2 separate regions of the Ovis aries genome follow, and region 2 is linked to region 1. The links are chromatin contacts, called in public Hi-C maps. All regions are on one chromosome and are shown on one strand. The core of a region is the stretch at or near the end of the contact, and the rest is flanking DNA. Distances in the headings are between cores, read along the strand shown.

Region 1 (5,485 bases), core at 606-3,105:
ACATCACACACTCGGCCCATCTCCAGTGGCCAGTACCTCAAGGAGCCCCCTCCGTGGTGGCCGGAATCCCTGCTTGACACTGCAGTCAGCGCCTGGGGGACAGGGAGGCGCTGCAATAGCACCAAGGAGGCCTCCTACTTGCCCGTGGGCAGGGACTCCAGATGGTCCAGCTCCCCAGGCTGGGGAAGATGCTCCTGGCTCCCAGAATCTGGCACACATGCAGAGCCCATTGGCTCAGACTTCATGGCTGCTGCACCAGAATCCTTCCAGGAACAACTCTTAGCTGTCTCTGAGGGTGGAGACACCCATGGGTGTGAAAGTAGAGCCCAGGGGTCCCATGAAGTGCTGAGTGCACACAGTCTGGAAGGAGGCACATTGATATCCCTAGGTCCAGCTTCAGGGAAAGCCACCGCTTGAAGGCTCAAAGGGGCCATGCTCAGCAGGCTGGGGCCAGCCATCCCTCTGGAGAGAGGGTGGGGGACATAGGGCCCTAAATAATTTCTCTAATTCTCTCAACACACAGCTGTTAAGGAGCAGCCACACGAGCCCCTGTTGTGTGAGGAGCTGGAGATGCCCTGTCTGGTCCCAGACAGTGCCTTCTGTTCCTCCAGTCACTGGAAGAGCCTGGGGAGGCAGGAGAGGGGTCAGGCAGGGAAGGGAGGAGGGGGCTGCTGGCCTTGCTGCCGCTGGACACAGTCTCTGTGTCTCTGGCCTCCCAAAGGTGGGTTCTGGGGCAGCCTCCTCAGAAGCAGGAAGATGGGGCTCTGACGCTGGCCCCATGGCATCGGTTAGTCTCACCTTTGAGTCTCAAGCCTCAAGAGGAAACTCAGCCTCACTTTGTGCTTGAGGAAACGGGCTCAGAGAGGTTGAGTAATTTGTTCAACGTCATACAGCCTATGACTGAGGAAGCTGTGATTCGCACTCACACCTAGATGAGTCCAGGGCCAGCTCTTCCCTGAGCGTGACTTCCCTCTCCCAGAGGTCCCCGGCTGCCATCTGCCCCTTCCAAAGGCAGGAGGCTGATGACCTCACCCCTCCTCAGAGCCAAGCCCCCACCAGAAGAGCCTAGCGAGGGTGGGGGCTTCCTCCCTCATCTCAGCACCCATTTGGGGTGGGCCGTCAGGAACCCAGAGCCTGTGTGGGAGGGGCAGAGGGCCAAGCGGAGGGTCTGGTCATTTGGGATGCCGAGGCCTCTGGCCTCATGGAGCCCTGTTGGATTCCTCATGGGGGCTCTCCAGCCTTTCACACACTGTCTGGCCTCAGGCAACCACTCTGGGGCCGAGGATTTCAGCCGTGAGGTGGTGGACTTGGACCCTGAGTGTGGTGGGTGGCTGGTGCAGGGTCTCTGTGCCTCCCGGGAGGCTGAGCTATGGGCACCACCTGCCCACCCAGGCCCCAACTCACTCCCACAGTAGGTGCCTGTCCCAGGGGCTGGGCAGCCAGCACCAGGGGACACCCGTGTTCTGGGAGTGGAGGTCCCTGCCCAGGGACCCCTGGCCACAAACACCTGTGGTTAGAGCTGGGCAGGTGGAGGCGAGCAAGCATTCTCCCAGGCCAGGTGGGAGGAGAGTGGACAGGGGAGGGGGGCCAGGCACCCCAGGTTCTACCAGAGTGGGGTCCCTCCTCACCTTCCAGAAACCTGGAGCCCCTCAACCCCTGCCAGGGCCAGGCCTCCAGACCTCACTTCCAGGAATGTGGGCAAGAGAGCCTCACTGAGGTGAAGGACCCCCATCCCTGCCCCAAAGGCTTCCCCTTCCGGGACCAGAGCAGATGTGGCTTTCCCTGGCAGGCTCCGCCCCACTACCTCGCCCCACGCCCAGCCTGTTATAAACAGGAGGCTGCTTGGCCAGCCTTGGGCCACAGCCCACTTTGTCACCTGCTAGAACTGCCACAGTCACTGCTGTTGCAGCCGCCAGCACCAGAGGATGGATGCCCACGCACAGGGAGGGTGCAGCCTTGAGGTACCGGGCATCAGGGCGGGCCATCACTGGGGTCTCCCTGGCTTGAGGTGGAGGGGCCGTGTCCCCCAGGTCGTCTGAAGCACAGGCACAGGTGGGGCAAGGGCAGAGGCTCCCATCCACGCCTTTGTCATGCACCCCCACTGACAGAGGGCTTGCTGTGTGTGAGAGGAGGAGTGTGTGTGTCTGTGCACAGCTGTGTGCGTGCGTGTACTGCGTGAAGGAGCGGTGCACCCCCACTCCTGCCGTGGCTGAGGTGTCAGGGAACCCCCCCCCCCCATCTCAGGAAGCCACCCTCCTCCTGCCTGGCAGTCCCAGCCAGGGTGGGAGGTGGCCAATCTGGAAACATGGTTACTGGAGTTGGAAAGAATCTTCTGGACACCCTTTTCCCTCGCCTGTATCATGAAGCTGAAGGTCCTGCTGCCCTGTGAGGGTTCCATGTGGTCACACCTGTGTGGGCAGCACTCTGCCACAGGGGGCCCACCAGCAGCACCCATGCTGGCACATTCTCCTGGCCTGGCCACCTCCACAAACCTGAGGCCTGGGCTGACCACCCCCACCTCCTACCTGGGCCCCAGGCAGCTGGTGGGCACTGGGGGTCCAGGCCAGCATGTGCTGGCTGAGACATACCAGGCCCTTCCTTGGCTCAGGCCCTCCCCAGGCATCGGCCCAGGCCCAGTTGCCTAGAGGGGCCAGAACCCAGGAGGCTACACCCCAGGTGCGAGAGGCCTAATGATTCAGACCAAGATGGGGACACTCTGGAAAGTCTGTAGGAAGCCCAGGCAGTGACTCAGTGCATGTCCCGGGCCAGCCAGCCTGACCTGGTCAGGGCCCCACGGCCCTGTGCACTGAGGGACCAAGGTCCCAGGATGCTAGAGCCTCCAGGTGGGAGTAGGGCCAGGCAGGCCTCAGGTCGACCTCCCTGGAGCCCTCAGGTCCCCACCATGTCTGGCCAGACTGCTGCCTACTTTCTGGAAGCCCAAGGCCCACAAACGGAGCATCCCCAGACTCAGCTCAGTGGACAACACCCCCACATAGGCCCACAGTGCCCAATAGGCTACAGGCCTGACCCTTGGCCCAGATGTGGCTGGACTTGTGTGGCTCCATTGGCCCCAATCCAGCATGGCCATGCTGGCCACTGAGGGTTGTTGGAGGCTGTTGGGGCCCAGGGTTCAGTCAACCCCCAATGCTGGGCCCTAGGCCCACTCAGAGCAGGTCACCTGGTTGTCCCTCACCAGAGGCCCCTGCCCCACTTGGCAGATGGCAGCAGAGACCCACCCAAGCCTCCAGCCTCGAGCCACCTTCAAACAAGGCCTGGCGTAGCCTAGAGCCTATGTCCCCTGCTGTCCCTGCGCCGCCACCCAGGCTCGGCTCTGGCCATGAGACACGCCTGTGGAGGCTGCCTGGTGTCCCGCTTGTTGCCATGGGAGTGGGGGCAACAGAGTTGGTCCCAAGTTATGGACCAGCTTCTGATTGGGTTTTTCTCAAGCGTCAGCAAGCCAGGCTAGGCCACTGGTGGCTGAGGGATGTGACAATTCTGGGAATTCCCAGTCATGGAGAATGGAAGGCTGATGGCCCGGGTGGGGAGACCTGGGTGGGGTCAGGCCAGGTGGCGGGCTGGAGCCCCACTGAGTCTCGCTTCTCAGATGCAGGCTGAAGGCACGGGCCAAACAGTGGGTGATGGACCAGGAACCTGGACGTGCCCCCAGGCATCCCCACCGACACTGCCTGAGGAGGAACATGGAGAGAGGCTGGTAGAACTGCACACCTCCTTCAGGGAGCTGGTCACCTTCTTTTGCACCAATTCCACTATCCACGGCACCATCCGCCTTGTTTGCTCCAGCCAGAACCGCCTCAAGACAGCCTCCTGGGGGCTGCTGCTGGCAGGAGCCCTGGGCGTGCTCTACTGGCAGTTCGCACTCCTCTTCGAGCAGTACTGGCGTTACCCGGTCATCATGACAGTGTCCGTGCACTCGGAGCGCAAGCTCTTCCCATCGGTCACTCTGTGTGACATGAACCCACACCGGTGAGGGCTGGTCCAGCCTGGGGGCCCCTCCCCTGGTGCAGTCACAGCAGGACAACCCACCTCTTTCTGCTCTGTGCCCCAGAGGCAGGGCTAAAGGACAAGAAGAATAAGCTGAGTGTTACTGTGACCAGTGCCAGGTTGGAGGGACCTTCAGGAGTTAGGCAGCCCAGGAAGGGGAGGGGAGGAGAGCCAGAGGCTTTCCAGAAGAGCAGGTGCCCAGGAGAGGGAAGCAGGGTAACACTGCAGTGTGGAGTCAGCGGAGCAAAGACAGGGAAGGGCTGTGAATGAGCCAGAGGAGGATGGGGTCCTGGGGGTGGGAGGCAGGCCAGGCCGGGGGTCTGACTTCCCTCTGCAGCCCCAGCTCTGTATTCAGAACCGCCTACTAGGCTTCTGAGGATGGCAGGGGGTGGGAGGTTCCTATCCTGTCTGCAACTTTGGGGTCAGTGCCTGGGGCCAGCTTGGCTCTCTCCAAAGTGCCTGTGCTAAGGGGGCCTGGCTCTGACTCTGAGCCCCCTCGCCCTGCCCCCAGGCCACACTTAGCCCGCCACCATCTGCGGATTCTGGATGACTTTGCCCGGGAGAACATCTACTCCCTGTATCGGTTCAACTTTAGCGACAGCAGGGATGCCCTGGGGGCCGAGGTCCCAGGTCCAGAGCCCGCCTTCCAGCTGGACCGTAGGATCCACCTCCAGAGGCTGAGGCCCTTGGATGGCCAGAACAGAGTGGGTTTCAAACTGGTGAGTGTCCAGCCCAGGGGGTCTGCCTGGGACTCGGGCAGGCCAGTTGCACCCACACTGACCCCATGCCCCACAGTGTAACAGCACTGGGGGCGACTGTGTTCAGCGGGCCTACTCCTCCGGCGTGGTGGCCGCCCGGGAGTGGTACCGCTTCCACTACATAAACATCCTGGCCCTGCTGCCCGCTGCTCATGAGGACAGCCACGGCAGCCACTTTGTCTTCTCCTGCCGCTACGACGACCGGGACTGCCATGCCCGGTGAGTACACCAGTGTCTGCTCCCCCAACCCCACCCAGTGGTCTGCCAGCCCCGCGGCTTCCTCCAGCTGTGCTCCCCTCCCCACAACCCCAGGCCACACACCCAACCCCAGGGTGATGGGTGGAGGGCGTGTGCTTGTCTGAGCATGGCCCCTGGTTCCAGGCACTTCCAGACATCCCACCACCCCACCTACGGCAGCTGCTACACCTTCAACGGTGTCTGGGCCGCACAACGGCCAGGCGTCACCCACAGTGAGTGCCAGCCAGAACTGGGTGCGGGCGGGGTGTCCAGGCCAACCTGGCCTCACCCCTGGCCTCCCCCAGGGATCAGCCTGGTCCTCAGGGCTGAGCAGCAGGACCACCTCCCTCTGCTGTCCACGAAGGCCGGCATCAAGGTCATGATCCACCCGCAAGACCACACACCCTTCCTGGAGCACCAGGGCTTCAGCATCCGGCCAGGGACAGAGACCACCATTGACATCCGTGAGGTGGGCAGTCCCCGCCTCC
Region 2 (6,077 bases), core at 1,802-4,301, 130 kb before region 1:
TGTTCTGGGACTTTCTGAGGAGCCCCTGAACTGCATGGTCCCGGTCCTGTTAGGCTGGTGGGGAATACAAGGACATCTCTGAGGAGCCCATCAGGTTGAAGGATAATTTCCAGGATAAAGTGGAAAAATATGTTTACTCTCTTAAGGGCCACAAAAATATGAAATCCCCTACAGCAGTCATGTGGGGGAGGCTCCATGAAGACCACAGGGAGCAATGTGGGATGCCAAGGTCAGTGATGGATCTAGCCAGCATCCCCTAGAAATCTCTGGGGTCAAGGTTACTGCCTGGGCTGAGAGCAGACTTCCCGTGAGTGAACACCTCCCCACTGGGGGGTTTTCATTCCGTGTAGGGACGGCTACAAGACGCAAAGACTCAGGCACTGTTATTTATTTGTGTTGAAGGGAAATCAGTGAACATTTTGTGTTTGCCATGCAAAAATCTTTTCCTGTTCAGACGGTCAGCTTTGCGACTGAATCATCCTTCAAGTGGAGAAGGCAATGGCACCCCACTCTAGTACTCTTGCCTGGAAAATCCCATGGGCAGAGGAGCCTGGTAGGCTGCAGTCCACGGGGTTGCTAAGAGTCGGACACGACTGAACGTCTTCACTTTCACTTTTCACTTTCATGCATTGGAGAAGGAAATGGCAACTCACTCCAGTGTTCTTGCCTGGAGAATCCCAGGGATGGGGGAGCCTCGTAGGCTGCCATCTATGGGGTCATACAGAGTTGGACATGACTGAAGTGACTTAGTAGCAGCAGCAGCATCCTTCAAGAGAGGAAATTATTTACATTTGTTTCTTTAAGATGAAATCCTACAATCCTACTAAACTTACGTTAAGTGTTGAAAGTTTAAGAGAGTTTTTGGAATAACCTACATATAAATTTAATTAAAATAGGTATCTGTCGATTATTTAATTGGGAGGATTTTGTTAATTCAGATGAAAAGGAAATAGAATGTCAAGAATTCCCTGGCAGTCCAGTAGTTAGGACTCAGCGCTTTCACTGCTGGGGCCCGAGTTCAAGCTCTGGTCAAGGAACTAAGATCCCACAAGCCGTGCTGCACAGCCAAAGAAAGAATAGGAGAGAGAGAGAAGGAAATAGAATATATTACATTTGCAAATAGTTTAAAATATTAGAAGGTGGGTAAGAGACATTTCACTGAAAAGGAGTACAGATGGCAGAAAAGTACTTGTGAAGATGCTCAGCACCATTTGCCATCAGAGAAATGCAAGCTAAAACAACAGAAGCTACCACCACTCACCCATCAGAATGGCTAAGATTAAACATAGTGACAACACTGATGCTGTCAAGGCTCCAGAGACCTGGATCACTCTTGCAGTGCTGGGAACGTGTAAAGGGGCAGGCCCTGAAAGACTGACTGACAATTTCTCATCAACCGAACATTACCGCGGCAACCGGCAATGGCACTCCTGGGCATTTATCCCAGATAAACGAAGACTGATGTCTACATAAAAAAAACTGTACAGACTGTTCACAGCAGCTTTGTCTGTAAAAGCCAAACCTGGCAACCACCCAGGTGTCCCAGGTGGGACAGCAGCCCAGCCAGCTATGGGGCTGCCGCACGGGGGAGCTGCAGGTGAAGAAAAGCTAGTCTCAAAGGCTCACGTAACCCCCGAAATGACAGAATTATGGAAGAGAATAGACAACAGCGGGGGGGGGGGGGGGGGCGGCTGGAAGTTTCCTTGTGGGGACTGCCCTGTGCCTGATGACAGAGTGCTCCCAGGATCACATATGAGACAAGATGACAATGAAGCAGACAGCCAGCAATGCTGCAGTTTGGGGAAGAAGTTCCTGTCGGGGAATGGGGTGACCTCATTATCTGCCTGCGTCTGGCCTTGACCATCCCAGGGTTTTTGTTTCTGTCTCCTGAAACCCAGTGGCCTTTCTCGTGCTTCGCTTTTCCTGAGAGATGGCTGCTCAGACAAAGGACTCCCAGCCCCTCCACTCATCCTGCTGCTGCAGAGAGGGAGGGCCCTCAGGCTGGGCCAGGGTTGCCCAGAGGAACCTGAGGCACAAACAGCCCACATCCCCACCCCCCGGGCTCCCAGAGTGCCTGTGGGGCCTTTCTGTTGCGTCAGCCCAGGAAGGCAGGTCCCTGGGCACCCAAGGAGCGGGCCTGCCCAGGCTCGCCTCCTCCCACTGTTTCCCGTTCTTGGATGTGGGAACAGCAATTATCCGCTCTGCTCTGGATTCCCCTGGGGGCTGCTCTCCCCTCCTCCTCCCCATTAACAGAATGTTTTCTGCAGGTACTCGGAACCTGGGCAGGCATAGGCAGACTCAGGACCCCCAGCCCAGTGCCTAATGGCCCCCAGGATCCAACCCCCAGAGCCCCTTGGGCCTGTCCTCCCCCTTCTCACCCCTACCCCGCCTCTGTGCAGCCCTTGAGACTGTCCCCCTTTCCCACCCACCCCACCCTCCTGCACCTTTGCAGCCCATGGAGGAGCAGGTGAAGGTCCTAAGCTCTTTCCAAACAGCCCCTACGCTAGGGGAGGCTCAATCATCAGCTAATTAATCGCCTGCAATTAGAAGGAGGACTTAATTGCTGTTTACAACCCTCCACCCCTACCCAGCCCTCCCCAACCTGGTCCACTTCCCTGGGTTGTGGGCTTTGTGTGCAAGTATCTGTGCAGACTGGTGGGTGGAGCTGTCCTCTGAAGACCAGCAGGAAGCCTGCTGGGCCAGGTGCAGGAAGCACAGGCTCCATCCTGAGCTTGCCTTCTGGGGTCCTCACTGCACGCAGACCAGACTGTGCGGTCACCGGTGACCTGGTGAAGGGCTGGGTGGGGACAGCACCTGGAGGGTGCCAGCCTCATGGACCCCGTGCCTGCCAGGCTGACCTCTGGGCTCTGTGTGCTCCCCACTCATGGTTGAAAGCCCAAGAATACATTTGACCTCTGCTGGAAGCTTCTCAGAGCTCCAGACACCAACCCAGCAGGGAAGCGGGTCTCCTGCTTGTCCTTAACAAACCTCCTGCCCGACCACACTGGGTTGGAGCCCCAGGGATAGCGTGTCCCTGAATAGGCCTGTAGATGGCGCCCTTGTCCAGCGGGCAATGGTCTGGACGGAGCCTGCAGCCCACGCCTCCACTGTCCAAGGCCCTCTGACAGTGGAGAGGGGCAGACCTGGGTCTGGACCCTTCCCCAAGACGCAGAAATTGATGTGTTGATGCTCCAGGACTGGCACTGAGGCCCTCTTCCCTGGGGAGGAGAAAGTGACCCTGCCTCAATCTGTGACCCCAGTGCCTCCCCGTACCTGGTGCCCAGAACTCCCCACCATGGCTGCCTGGGGTGTCCAAAACCCTGAGACGCACTACGGGTAGCCCTAGCCAACTCCAGGCATTGGGCCTGCTGCCCACGTAAGGCCCTGCTGCCCACGCAAGGCCCTGCACTGGTCCTCTGTGTCCTCCTCAGGACTTCAGGTGCTGCTCCTTCACTGCAGCTGTGCTCCTGCCCCTCGTCTCAGACCCCCTTCCCCATGGATCACACAGCCCCTCGCTCTCACTCGCGGGAGGGTCCTGGCCAGATCCTGGGCCTGGACGCTGGGGCCTGCAGTGGCTCACATCCTCATTGACCCAAGACCAGACCTCCCCCTACCAGCTGAGCCCTGTGTGGCCACAGACACCCATCCACCAGGACGTAAGAGTCAGGGTCTCCAGAAACACAGACCAGCAGGAGGTACATGGACAGACAGAGATTCATTATGAGGACTTGGCAGTCATGTAGGCCAAGACCCTCAGGAAGTGCAGTCAGCCCACTGAAGGCCTAGAGAGGACGGGTCACTCCTGTCTAGAGGCAGGAACAGCCCCCCTGCCACCCTGCCCTTAGTGGGGAGGGCTGGCCTTCTTCCATTCAGGCCCTCCACAGATTGGACAAGGCCCACTCTCACAGGAGGGACATCTCCTTTCCTCTGTCCACCAATTTAAATGCTAATCTCATGAGAAATTGCCTGGGACAGGATCTGGCCATGTCCCTGGGCTTCCGGTGGCCCAGCCAACCTGGCACAAAATCAGCCCAGACTCTGACTCACCGTGGGGACTTGAGGCTGCGTCAGAGAGGCTGCAAACAGGGACAAACACACAGGATGAGTGCACGCATGTACCCGTGAAAACTAGGTTGGGAAGCCTAATGATGAACATGTCCCCATGATTCTGTGCACAAGAAGCTGTGGGACAGCAGTGGCAGGAACCCCCATGTGGGAACAGGTGCGCCTGGCCTGGCATTCATAGGAGTTAGGTTGACAACAAATGCGCATCTTTTCAAAACTCCTCTCACTTTACAGTCTTACTTAACCAACCAACTGCCAGTCCATCAGCAAAAGCAAACAAATGCCCGCCAATGGGATGAGCGGCTTCCAGGAAACAAACCAGAAGTGCTGATCCTGACCAGTGCCCTCCCTTCCAGTTTACTTCTCCATGGACACAAGTGAGGAAGGGAGAGGTGGCACGCCCAGGGCTGGTCACCAGGTGGCTGTGGCCACCCCTGTGGGCAGCCTCATGCCGCATCAGTTGCTCTGAGGCCTCCTGCTGTTTTCAGGCACCGTGTTGGGGTTGTCTCATACCTAGCAGCACATGACTGACTCAGTCGGCCTGGACGTGCCTTTTCCTGCCTCGTCCCCTGTTGCTCAGGACAGGCCATGTTCTGGAGGACCTCTGAGGCAGACAGTGCCCCTCCCCACCCCTGTGCACCTCGCGTTCTCAGGATTTCTGCTGCCTTGGTCCTCCTTGGTCCCTGGGCTGGCCTTTGCTCTGGGCTGGGGTCAGCTCTGCCTCCCGTCTGGACGGTGAACGGGAACACAGCCGGGCCAGCATCCCCATTCCACCCGGGTCTTCGAGGATGGCTGTGGGGTCCTCCGGCTTTCAGCCCATTTAATACTTAACCCTGAGCACGAAGCCCCACCCTGGGCAAATATTTATTTGGCAATTAAGGGCTCACCAGGACGAAGGCCACGGAAGGTTCTCACAGGAGGCAGCAGAGCAAACCGCCGTGGCTGACTGTCCAGGAAGGGCTGTCAACATGGGCCTTGGGAGGGGAGCTGGCTGCACCTTGGGGCTTTTGGGCTGCATGGCGATGACGGCCCAGTTAGCAGGAGACCAGCCACGCTTGAGGGGCTTTGGACATCCGTCCTGGTGCAGAGGCACAGGATATGTCCTGGTGCCTAACCTCCATGTACTGATGCCGAGATAGCAAGCCTGGGAGTGTCTGTACCCTGTGGGGGTGGAGGCCTGGAGAGATGCCCGAGGGCAACAGAGCTTCCAGCCTGCCAGTGCCTCAGTCAGTGTTCACCTGCCCTGGGGGCAGCATGGCACCCTTGCCCTGGAGTTAGGTACAGCAGTGGGACCTGCAGGCCCTCCTGATGGCAGTGCCCCAGGTCTTACTCACTGTGGAGGGGCCGTGGTGGGGCCATGGTGGTTGCAGCGTGTCCTGCAGGGACCTCAACCAGGCACTCAAACACCAGGAAAGGGCTGCCTCAGGGCTGCAGCTGACCCCTGTCTCTGCCGACCACAGTGGCAAAGGGACTGGGTAGGGACAGACCCAGAGCTGGCTTCCTCCTGGATTTCAGCCAGCATGCCTCCTGCCCAGGCCCTGGAGCAAGAAGCTAGGCAGGGGTTGTGTCTCCATTCTGGCCTCTGTCCTCTCAAGTCCCCAGGAATCTCCTGGACAGATGCAGGTGCCACCAGGCAGACCCTGTTCCCCTCTGCCCTCTGGGCACTGGTCTGCACTCAGATGCACAGAGGGGTCACACTGCTGGGTCAGGGAGAGCTGAGCCATTCAGAGAGTGATGAGCCTGGTCCCAGTCAAGGGCCCAGAGAGCCCCAGGGTCCCAGGCAGAAACAAGACGCACCACCGGACGCAGACCTTGGCAGAGCCCCTTGGCACCTGGGGTGCAAACGCATATGCTGTGGCTGGTAAGCACGTCTTGCAAGAGGGCAGTGGGAGGGCGCAGGCCCGGTGGGCCCCACAGTTCTTTCTGGGAGCAGCCCCAACCCGGGGGCACTGGCCTGGAGGTGGTTCTAGTACCCCTTGGGAGCAACACCAAAGGGGCTAGGGTGTCCACCC

The links. Hi-C and Micro-C count contacts between places; a contact is called where the count stands out from the background.
Region 2: a Hi-C map of mixed tissues shows a contact between it and region 1, with 6 times the contacts expected there. The contact joins the enhancer-like site here to the promoter of SCNN1D in region 1. A contact is called at or near these places in 12 of 16 Hi-C or Micro-C datasets (blood, hypothalamus, liver and 5 more).

Annotation. Positions count from the first base shown.
Region 1 is chr12:50,552,424-50,557,908 of ARS-UI_Ramb_v3.0, reverse strand. SCNN1D (sodium channel epithelial 1 subunit delta) reads left to right here and starts at 1,855. Exons shown (of 12, transcript XM_042229360.2): 1 at 1,855-1,961; 2 at 3,605-3,984; 3 at 4,514-4,721; 4 at 4,798-4,979; 5 at 5,142-5,230; 6 at 5,303-5,466. The coding sequence starts at 1,926.
Region 2 is chr12:50,681,360-50,687,436 of ARS-UI_Ramb_v3.0, reverse strand. No RefSeq gene overlaps it. Among named protein-coding and RNA genes, the nearest start is that of C12H1orf159, 9.3 kb to the left of the region's middle. Within about 2 kb of position 3,051, at least 16 of the 54 cell types and tissues checked have an H3K27ac peak or open chromatin away from gene starts, as enhancers often do.